4 separate regions of the Sus scrofa genome follow, and regions 2, 3 and 4 are each linked to region 1. A link is a contact called in public Hi-C and HiChIP or PLAC-seq data. All regions are on one chromosome and are shown on one strand. Each heading gives the region's core, a stretch centred on a gene start, on an enhancer-like site or on the middle of the called end of the contact. The rest is flanking DNA. Distances are from core to core; before and after follow the strand shown. Region 1 holds the start of KIAA0100 (protein KIAA0100 homolog). Region 2 overlaps TRAF4 (TNF receptor-associated factor 4). Region 3 holds the start of UNC119 (protein unc-119 homolog A). Region 4 holds the start of NEK8 (serine/threonine-protein kinase Nek8).

Region 1 (2,521 bases), core at 16-2,515:
GAATTCTCTATTTCACATAATGATGTTTGCTTTCCAGATAAATTGTTCCCAAAGGGCAAGAACATATATAGATAGTTCTTAGATAGTTCTTGTGGAAGATATGTACAATATGTACACACACACACACACACAAGCTTTTTTTTTTTTTTTTTTTTTTTGGTCTTACCTGCAGCAGGAGGAAATTCCTGGGTCAGGGATCAAACCCACGCCACAGCAATGACCTGGGCAGCTACAGTGACAATACCAGATCCTTAACCCACCGTGCCACAGAGGAATTCCAAGTACAATATTCTTTACTTTTTTTTTTGTCTTTTTGTTATTTCTTTGGGCCGCTTCCGCGGCATATGGAGGTTCCCAGGCTAGGGGTCGAATTGGAGCTGTAGCCACCAGCCTACGCCAGAGCCACAGCAACACGGGATCCGAGCCGCGTCTGCGACCTACACTACAGCTCACGGCAACGCCGTGATCGTTAACCCACTGAGCAAGGCAGGGACCGAACCCACAACCTCATGGTTCCTAGTCGGATTCGTTAACCACTGCGCCACGACGGGAACTCCTATTCTTTACTTCTGTAATACCACTCCAGCGCAGTGCTTTGACTGCTGTTGACAGTAGAAAACTGAAAACTGCAAGGAAAGGTCCAGAATGGTGCTGCCCACACAGCAGCACAATACATATTAACTAGAACATTTGAACAGTAAATGAGTTAAAAATTCATTCTGTTGTGAATGGAATGAGGTGGGACTTTTGAGGCCTTTTAATTACCCCTTGGTTTCCTCAATGATGTTCGGATAAGGCTCTGGAATAAGACAGGATAAGTACTTCGTATGACCCAGGGGTATAACTGGGGCATTAGCCTCAGTCCAGGCCCTAAGTGGCCACGCAGACTCTATACAACTACTCTGGGAAACGCTTTGAGAGAGGATCTCCCCGCAGTGAAGCGATCCATCCGGGTCCTCTGACATCCTGGGAGCGAGCCTAGGCCCGGGCGAGCCTAGGCCCTGGCGAGTAAACCCGGTTCCGCTTTTCCGGGTCCAGAAGGGTGCGCCTGAGGCGGGGCCTGTGTGTCAATCGGCTTGAGGGCCGCTCCCAGTGCGCTCCTTCCGGAGCCACGCCTACACTTCGCGCTAGCAGCCGGTTGGCCCCACTGGATCGCGGGCGCCGGGCGGGCGGGGCCGAAAGACAGCTGGCAGGCTGGCTGGCTGCGGGAGGGGGCGGGGCGCACTCGCGCCAACGCTTCCTCCCCCCGCGCTGTCCCTGCGCTTGTTGCTGGTCGGCCCGTGGCGGCCCAGCTTGGAGCCGGCGGGGGCTGCCCCGGCAGGGCGGGGGCCAGAGCCGGGCCGGGCCGGGGCCGGAATGCCCCTGTTCTTCTCCGCGCTCTTGGCCTTGCTGTTGGTTGCGCTCATCGCCCTCTTCCTAGGCCGGTGAGGGGATCCCAGCTACAGCGGGGGAGGGGACAGTGGGAAGGGAAGGAAGAGAGGCTGAGGAGGGGGCGCGCGCAGGAAAGAAGCGGGCGGGAGGGGGAAGGGGCTAGAGGTGGGGAGATGGAGAGGGGGAGGGGCCGAGGAGGGGGCTAGCGACTAGGAAAGGGATCGAGCGGGGGCGTACGACCGGAGCTGTCTCGGAAGAACCGGGAGTGGGGGGGAGAACAAGCAAGCGGACGAGGCCTGAGGAGATGCTACGATTGGGAGGAGGATGGAGGTGTGAGTGAGGACGGGGCTCGGCTTTTCTTTTTCCATTCACTCGCCTCTGAACGTCCTCTTCCGCGAGCGCGAAGGGCACCTGCAACCTGCCCTGGGGAGCAGGAACAGGTCTGGCTGCCCAGGGAGAGCGGCATTTGAGTCGGCTGGGTGTGACCCCACAGTGCCTTCTCGCGGACACCTGTCTGGAAGGCGAAGGAGACCCTTTGGGGTGATGTGATGGGCACATCTGGCAGGGGTGCTTGTCCTTCGACTTCTCTTGGGAGTCTTCTCTCTATCTCTGGGGTTCCTAAGGATTTGAGGGATTGCTTTCTTTGTCTCCAACTTAGAAGGTGCAGTTTAGTTCGTCTGATTTCATCTGGGTGGAGGGGACACTCCAGGGCTGGGGTCCTGATCTGCGCGGATGAATGTATATGACAGAATGGTGTTTTGGAAGACAGGAGAGCTGCCCAGAAGATTCAGCTACAAATCATGGTCCTTTGGAAGGTGTTCTAGGGCCAGCAGGGGGTGAGGGAGGCCATAATTGGGAGAGGGTCCTATGAACTCATAAGGATTTTTCTGCAGGTGGCTTGTGGTCCGGTTGGCCACCAGTTGGTGTCAGCGGAAGCTGAAGGCGGAACTAAAGATTGGCTCCTTTTTTTGGATACAGAATGTTAGTCTTAAATTTCAGCAGCACCAGCAAACAGTGGTGAGAGTCCTGGGAAACTCCCTGGGTAGTATGTGGGGTTGATCCAAATGAATTTCAACTTTTGATTTCCTTTTTTAAGAATTGTAGTGGCTCTCTCTCCTAGTTAACGCAGCCTTGCACCCCTTTGCCAAGA
Region 2 (2,521 bases), core at 15-2,514, 87 kb before region 1:
AAATAATGCATATAAAGTGCTTAGCAGTTGTTAATCGCATGAAAAGTACTCAACAGATGGTAGCTACTATCAGTCCAAGACCTGAGTACAGCTGAGGCACACTAGTCTTTGGTGGGGTATATAATCAGAGACGCTCACCTTATAAAACGTCCAGAGCCTGCACCTCCCCCATCTAACCGCCAGAGGGCAGCAGCAGGCAAATGTCGTCCACACAAAGCCAAGTGCAGTCCTTCTGTCCTCCAGCAGAGGGCGGCCCAACAGGGCAGCAATCTAATGGCTTTTGAGGCCAGAGGGGCTGCAGCCCCTTTCTGACCAGTGCTTTGACTTCGCAACTGGGCCCAGCCTTCGAGGACCCTAAGTAACCCAGATGAGTCAGGCTGGAACCAAGTTAATAAATACAATTCAGGATTTATTAAAAATCAGGGCTCCCCTGCTGTGCCCTCCTGGCACTAAGTAAATAAATAACCAGAGGGGACACAGCTGGGGGAAGGGGAAATCAGATCTCAAGACAGATTCTTTAACTACCCCTCAGTTTCCCAAATCCCCCTCCCCCCTATGGCTCTTGGGACATAGCACCAGCAGGCACCTCAGTCCTGGGTAGAGTGTGGCCGGCACCAAGGCATGTCTGCCCTGCCCAGGAGACAGGCCCTGGGATCACTTGTTTCCAAGCCCTTGATGACCCAAAGACCTGCTCTCCCCAGAGGCCAGGGCTGAAGCACCAATAGGAGGCACCTGAGGGTGGTGGGGAAGGAGGGAGGGGGAACAGAACCTAGGCAGCAGAGACAGCTGTAAGGGGGTCCGGCCCCCTCTCCAGCCTCAGCCAGTGCCTGATGGTCACTTCCCACCCCCTTTCTCCTGCAGCTGGGTCTGCACTCAGCTGAGGATCTTTCGGGGCAATTCAACAGAGGCACGGATGAAGACTGCATCATCCCGCACATAGTTTCGCTTGCGGATATCCTGGTGGGAGATGAACTTGGGGTAGCCAAAGCCCAGCGAACTCTCATCCAGGGAGCCCCGCCAAGTGCCTGGTTTTTGGAAATTCTTCCAGTTTGGGTCAGGGTGAAAGGTCTCAGTGACATGCTGTGGCTTAGCCAGCCCAGGTTCGCTCTGATCCAGCAGGGAGAAGGTGACGCGGCGGGCAAAGGGCCACTCAAGGAGATTGTCAAAGGCACCTGGCAGCACGCGAATGTAGAGCGAGAGGTGTGTGCCCTCCCCGCTGCCGTTGCCGTTGAGGAAAGCAGAGACCTGCAGCTTGTAGCCATACTTATGCGTGTAGAAGGCGGGGCTGAAGCACTCGAGGTTGGGCTTGGCTTTGGCCTCCTGTAGCCGGCGCCCGTAACTGCCAATCTTCCAGATGAGCACGCCGTCACTGCCCACCGACAGCTCCTCCAGCTCTCTCCGCAGCTCCTGCAGCTCCTGCCGCTGCCGGCTCACCAGGGCGCACATCATGGCCAGATGTGGCTTCACGCTCTCCTCCACGTGCCGTGCCATTGCCAGCTTAGGGCACTGTTGGCAGAGCCCCAGGCCATGGGGGAAGGGAGGAGAGTTAGTAGGAACAAGTCCAGGGGAGAGGGGAGGAGTGGGTACAGGGTGGCGGGCACCTAGCTCTGAAGGAGAAAGACAGAGGGCACTAGGAGGCTGGAGCTGGCCAGCAGCGGGAGGACTGGAGGCTTCAGAGCAGCAGAGCAGGGATCACTAAGGGCTGAGGTCTGAGGCTTCAAGGACCGAGAAGGGAGCTGACGGGAGGAGGGGCGACTCACCCTGTGCTTGCAGCCAGAGTCTTTGAATGGGCACAGCACCAGGGCAGTGCTGCAGCTGTCCTTCAGATGGCCGGGCAGGTCCTCCCGGGCCACAGTGCCCACGCCACACTGGTTGGGGCAGGGCACAGGCAGCCTGGGGCACTGGTACTGGTGGCTCTGGGGCCGCAGAGGCAGAGAGGCAGAGGTCAGTAGCCTGACTCCCCGCTCCCTGCCCCATGGTCCCCGCTCAGGAAGGGCCTCACCTGGATGGTGTCAAAGACGAACTCCTTGGTGCAGTAGGTGCAAGGCTGGGTGCGCTTGGGGCACTCAGAGGTGGCATGCTGGGCCAGCAGCCGCCGCATCATGCGGGCCCCGCACTTGTTCTCACAGTACACACTCTCTTGGGGGCACACACCCTCGTGGCTCTGTGGAAATGGCAGCGGGGCTGAGTTAAGGAATCCCTGAGCCACCAGGTACCCATTCTCCCCCGACCGACCCTCAGCCAGGCCCCACCCACCTCAAAGGCCTCCCCGCTGAAGTCACAGCCACAGAACTCGCACTTGAGGCGCCGCTTGGGGCAGTCGTGTTGCAGGTGTGCGGGCAGATCCCGGCGGCTCAGCTTGGTGGGACAGCGGTTGGGGCAGGGAACCACATTGAAGCTGCAGGTATTCAGGTGGCCCTGATGGAAGGGGCTGAGTCAGCGCCGGCCAAAGGAGGGGGGTCCCCCCACCTCGCCACCCCAACCAGAGTCTCACCTGCAGGTGCCGAAGTGGCCCACTCCA
Region 3 (2,521 bases), core at 16-2,515, 86 kb after region 1:
TTTATCTTTACCTAGAGGCAGTATGGTGCGGTGGGGAAAATTCCGGACTTGGGATCAAACACATCTGAATTCAAACCCTTGCTTCTGCCCTTATCATCTGGGGAGCTTTGAGTAGGCCACTTAATCCTCCCTGAGCCTCAGTTTTTCATTTAAAAATAGCACTGATACCTCCCTTACAAGGTGGTTGTGAGTATTAAATGGATGAGCATGTGAAAGTGTCTGGCATATTCTAGGCTCTCAATAAACGTTGGTTGAATGTGAATTGGAATTATATGAAGTATGAGTGTAACTTTCATTCATTTGTGTTTTAAGTAATGATTTCCTGATGCCTGTCCTCCTGGGCTCACTGGTCCACTTTGCTTCTACTGGCTATGTGCCCTTCCTGCCTCCCTATCTTGGAGGGCCCTGTGGTGGCTAGAATCTTGTAGGCTATTGTCCCTCAGTGTGTCCTGGCTTGTCTAGCAGGGGGTTTGGGAGAGAATAGCTTTTACTGGTGTAAGCCCTCAGATACTAACTAATTCATAAATTCAAAAATAAAATAAAATTGACCCTTTAAGAATGCAGGGGTTGGGACACCCACCTTCCGGTGCATTCAGAATCAGAGTATAATTTATCATTGGCCCTGGGTATTAGCAGTTTCGCATCTGCAGTTTCACCCAACCTTCCATTGTGTAGTATTTTTTATTGGAAAAAAGTGCACATATAAGTGGCCCTACACACTTCAAACTCATGTCGTTCAAGGGCCAGCTGTATTGAGCACAGGCTGCAGTGGGCATTATGCAAGGTGCTGAGTGGTATTTTAGAGAACGGATAGGACCTCTGCTTTTAAGTAATTGGTCTTTAAGGGGGAAAGAGTGAACAAACGAAACTAATTTCAGATAATGCTTTAGAAAGAAAAAATAGGCTGATCAGATAGTGACTGGGGGTTGGTATTGGTACTTGAGATTGTGAGTCTGAGAGGGCCTCTGAGCAGAGGTATTTGAGCTGAGACTAGAAGGACAAGAGGAGGCCTTCTGGGGGAAGAGCATCCCAGGCAAAGACCCTGAGGCGGGAACTCTTTTGAGGGGCGGAGAGAAGGGCGGAGCGGCTGGAGTACAGCGAGTAAGGAGAAGGTAGCCTTAAAATTCCTACAGATAAAAGTGGGAACAAAAATGAGAGAACCTGGGAGCGAGCCTCAACCCTGCCCGCGTGAGTAGCTCAGGTGGGCGGGCGGTGGGCGGGGCCAGTTCTGGGCCCACCCCGGGGGCGGGGCGGTACCTGGGGCCCCGGCGGGGGCGGGGCTGCGGACGCTCCCCCTTTGCTCCAGCCGGCGCAGGCAGCCGCGGCGGCAGCAGGCGAGCCGCGGCCCCGCGAGGCCATGAAGGTGAAGAAGGGCGGCGGCGGGGCCGGGACGGCGGCGGAGCCCGCTTCAGGGGCCTCGGGCCCAAGCGTGGAGCCCAAGCTGGAGCCGCAGGCGGAATCCGGGTCCGGGTCCGAGTCGGAGCCGGAGGCAGGCTCGGGGCCCAGGCCGGGGCCGCTGCAGAGGAAGCAGCCGATCGGGCCGGAGGACGTGCTGGGGCTGCAGCGGATCACGGGCGGTGAGCACCAAGCGAGGGAACGCCGCCGGCAGGCGGGAGCTAGAGAGGGCCCTCGAGGCGCGCGGAGCCCGGGCCCCCGCCCCCTTTCCCTCCCTCCCCTGCCTCCCCTCCCCCACCCGGGTCTCCCTGGCCGGTGTCCCCTATCCTTCTGCCTCTGGGCCTGAGATCTCCATGTACCTCCTTCCTTTGATATCTCTCTGTGCCCCCTTCTTTCTGTAGAGATTTCTTTCCACCCGACTCTTTCCTTTTTGAAGAGTCTATCCCCCTTTTCCAAGGGTGGAGGTGGGCAGCAGCTGCTACTGTGACCCCTTCCCCACAGTCCTCAGAACCCTGTGAAGATTTTCTCTGCAATAACGAGGAGGGGGGCTAAGGGCAGTCTGTCCTCAGTCTCCACCCTGGAGGCTTGGTGGAGGCAGAGTTACTTGGGTGGTATCAAAACCCTCCTGTCTCCCTGATCGTTAATGCCCTCACCCTGGACACCCCAGGAAGTCTGAAGCCATCCTCCTACCCCGGAAAGAACCTGAAGAGGAAACTTCAGTGGGTTGGCTCTGGGCTCTCTCAAGGGAGTGGGTTAATGAATGCCCCCCCCCCCCCCCGCGCCACCCCACGCAGCCTGGACTAGGGCCTGACCTCTTCTGGGAGGCCAAGTCTCCACTGTGGCTGAGTTTCTGAGCTCGACCTGCCTAAGCTGAACTTCCAGCTTTGTCGTGTAATTGGCTGTATGATCTTGGGCTCATAACTTCACCTCTCTGCACATATTCACCTGTAAAATGGGGATAATAACTCCTACCTTACAGAGCTATTGTGAAAATAAATCCTCTGATTTTGCACCGTGCCTGGCGTTGTGCATGCCCTGTAAATAGGGCTCTTTTATCAATAGTACTGAGGGCCCCACAGGACTGCTCATAGCTGCTGCTGAGAGGCAGACAACTGGGCATTCAGGG
Region 4 (2,521 bases), core at 14-2,513, 70 kb before region 1:
GATCTTGGCCGGAAGTGAGTTTAATTCCAGGTGTCTACCCACCGCCTTCTGCCCTTCATGACCTCTATAAAATCTCAGTTAAGGTAGCAGGAAGGACGATGATTAGCTAAGGGATAGCGTCCCTATTTCTGAGTGGGTGAGGAACGTGAGGAAAGGGGTGTTTATCTTCTGTTCCCACCCTGGCCCTTGAAAGGGTACCCAAAACTACCCACGTGGAATGACCACTGGAAAGGCCCCATGAGGGCCTGTTGGTAGCTGGCTCAGGCCAGGGTGTCCGGCGGACAAAGCTGCCCTGTGAGCAGAGGAGGGCAAGGGGGAAAGCCACTCAGCTGGGACACTCCGTGTTCTCACCTAGAAACTGATCAGGCCTTGGTTGACCCGGAGCCCCAGAGAGGTTAATGTGTAACCTTGGAGCCATCAGGGGAGGCAGAGCAAACACCCAAACCTCTTGGCGCCTCAGGCTTCTGGTTTTCCCTCACTCTCAGAGCAGCCCCCCACCCCCGCTCCAACTACTCCCTTCTCTTTTACCTCCGCCCTTTCGTTCGCTGAGTCTGGTTAACTCTTGGGCAAAAACACCACCTCCTTCCTTGTACGCCGGGAGGGGATCCCACGCCGCGTGAGGACAGGCTGTCACCTAGCGGTCGTGAGTTGCAACTGCTCCAGGCCACTGGCCGGCAAAGTGAGGGTCACCCTGGTGGCCTGGGCACATCGGCCGTCTTCCCCGCTCCGGCCTCCAGGAAGCGGGGAGAAGAGAGCTGGGACTGTCTGAGGGAGGACTGTGACTGCCGCGCGGCCCCAGGAGCCCAAGAGCCGGCTGGGAGGAGGGGTGGTGATAGGTTAGTCGACAGATTCTAGGCAGTGACTTGGGCGGGATGAGGTAGAGGCAGGTAAACGTGTTCGACTCTGGCCTGAAGATGCTAGCGGAAAAATACGGTCTGAGAGATCATCGTCGGATACGGGGCACCGGCTGGTCCCCAGGTTTAGGGATTTAAAAGACGTGGGTGCGTGACGGGTCCCGCCCAGCTTTGCGGGTAAAGGAGGTAAGGGAGGAGAGAGTTCTCTCAGGGCCCGCCCAGGCAGGGGAGCTGGGACGCCAGGGGATTTGGGTTAACCAGGCCAGGCGAGCGAAGCGGGACTCCGTCGGCAGTCGGGAGGCGCCAGCGAGGGGTGGCTTGGCGGTGGCGGCCCCAGGACAGCCTCTTTTGCCCAAAGTCCGCGGGAGCCTGGCGGGGCCTGGGGGGCCTGAGGGGAAATGGGGCTCTCGCCCTCCGCGCTGCGGAGGCGCCGGAGGGGCGGGGACAGGAGGGCGGGGCGGGGCGGGGGCGCGGGTGGTTGGGGGCGGGGGCAGAGGCCGGACGGGAAGGGACGGGAGGAGCGAAGGGGGCCTACAGGGCTCCGCGGAGACAGTGTGTGTGAGGCTGGCGGCCGCCAGGAAAGGCGTCGGGGGTGGACCAGCCCAAAAGAAAGTCCCTTTCCCGAACTGCCGGAGGAGGCGGCCTAGAGGGCGAACAGACAGAAGGCAGGGAGGGTCAGCATGCCCCCAATGCTGCTCCCCGCCCTGCCGCTGCTCCTGGGCGCCACGCTGACCTTCCGGGCGCTCCGGCACGCGCTCTGTCGCCTGGCCCTACCGGCGCACGTGCGCGCCGACCCCCTGCGCACCTGGCGCTGGCACAACCTGCTCGTCTCCTTCGCCCATTCCATTGTGTCAGGGACCTGGGCGCTGCTGTGGTGAGTGAAGGACTGGGGGAGTGAAGGCGGCTAGGGGATCCCGCATTACTCTTCCCATCACTCATTGGCGGGCTGAGGCCCAGGCAGTCTCACCTGATTCCCGGTTTAGAATGCTGTCCAACCAGGAGCGGCTGCAGCCCCAGGGGAGGGGGGTTCTCACCTGGGAAACGGCGAACACCTGGGTTTCAGCCAAGCCCCTCCTCGCTCCCGGTCAGCCAATAGCACCAGCCCAGACTCCCCGGGCACTGGCATGGTTGTGGGTCCTTGGGGATACCGAGTGAAGCGCCTGCCTTCTTCCCTCCCATCCAGTATATGGCAGACCCCGGAGATGCTGGTAGAGATTGAAACAGCATGGTCGCTTTCTGGCTATCTGCTCGTTTGTTTCTCTGCAGGTAGGTCTTGCTTCGTATTAAGTAGTTGGGAGGGACAGGAATGTTTCTTGCTCAGTCCCGTTTATGACCTCTTCCCCATCCCTCGGCTAGGGTATTTCATCCACGACACGGTGGATATCGTGGTTAGTCATCAATCACGGGCTTCTTGGGAATACCTTGTCCATCACGTCATGGTAAGTGAGCAGGGGATGTGGAATAGGCCTGGTGCTAGCAACCTAATCTAAGCCTTTTTGAATCTGGGAGATAACCCCACCCAGGGGCCTATGGTCTAATGCTAGAATGCTGAGGGTTGGTAGTCTCTGTACCCTTGCTTCACTACTTGAGGCCAGCAATCGTGGCCTCATTTTCTTTGCCTGAAAACTCCACCCATAGCAAGAACTTGTGGATAGGGTTCAAAATGT

What was found. A called contact is a pair of places that touch in the nucleus more often than the background predicts. HiChIP or PLAC-seq counts read pairs in DNA pulled down with a chosen protein or histone mark.
Region 2: a contact with region 1 is called in a Hi-C map of liver, with 2.7 times the contacts expected there. The contact joins the enhancer-like site here to the promoter of KIAA0100 in region 1. A contact is called at or near these places in 1 of 5 promoter capture datasets (liver), 3 of 47 Hi-C or Micro-C datasets (embryonic fibroblasts, liver and skeletal muscle) and 2 of 2 datasets of contacts at active chromatin or transcription factors (alveolar macrophages and skeletal muscle).
Region 3: an H3K27ac HiChIP or PLAC-seq map of alveolar macrophages shows a contact between it and region 1. The contact joins the promoter of UNC119 here to the promoter of KIAA0100 in region 1. A contact is called at or near these places in 1 of 5 promoter capture datasets (fetal liver), 4 of 47 Hi-C or Micro-C datasets (blood, heart right ventricle, liver and 1 more) and 2 of 2 datasets of contacts at active chromatin or transcription factors (alveolar macrophages and skeletal muscle).
Region 4: a contact with region 1 is called in a Hi-C map of liver, with 5 times the contacts expected there. The contact joins the promoter of NEK8 here to the promoter of KIAA0100 in region 1. A contact is called at or near these places in 1 of 5 promoter capture datasets (liver), 7 of 47 Hi-C or Micro-C datasets (blood, heart right ventricle, liver and 1 more) and 2 of 2 datasets of contacts at active chromatin or transcription factors (alveolar macrophages and skeletal muscle).

What each region holds. Positions count from the first base shown.
Region 1 is chr12:44,892,212-44,894,732 of Sscrofa11.1, reverse strand. KIAA0100 (protein KIAA0100 homolog) reads left to right here and starts at 1,265. Exons shown (of 43, transcript XM_003131765.5): 1 at 1,265-1,424; 2 at 2,265-2,388. The coding sequence starts at 1,357.
Region 2 is chr12:44,979,509-44,982,029 of Sscrofa11.1, reverse strand. TRAF4 (TNF receptor-associated factor 4) reads right to left here. Exons shown (of 7, transcript XM_021067485.1): 3 at 2,495-2,521; 4 at 2,257-2,418; 5 at 2,003-2,164; 6 at 1,761-1,916; 7 at 380-1,506. The coding sequence ends at 874. Among named protein-coding and RNA genes, the nearest start is that of TRAF4, 5.1 kb to the right of the region's middle. Within about 2 kb of position 1,264, at least 20 of the 83 cell types and tissues checked have an H3K27ac peak or open chromatin away from gene starts, as enhancers often do. A contact at or near this core is called in alveolar macrophages and liver, where this site is marked.
Region 3 is chr12:44,806,078-44,808,598 of Sscrofa11.1, reverse strand. UNC119 (protein unc-119 homolog A) reads left to right here and starts at 1,265. Exons shown (of 5, transcript XM_003131761.5): 1 at 1,265-1,577. The coding sequence starts at 1,358. It overlaps PIGS (phosphatidylinositol glycan anchor biosynthesis class S), which reads left to right. Exons shown (of 12, transcript NM_001244339.1): 12 at 1-268.
Region 4 is chr12:44,961,837-44,964,357 of Sscrofa11.1, reverse strand. NEK8 (serine/threonine-protein kinase Nek8) reads right to left here and starts at 1,263. Exons shown (of 16, transcript XM_021067481.1): 1 at 529-1,263. TLCD1 (calfacilitin) reads left to right here and starts at 1,335. Exons shown (of 3, transcript XM_013989985.2): 1 at 1,335-1,728; 2 at 2,038-2,293. The coding sequence starts at 1,535.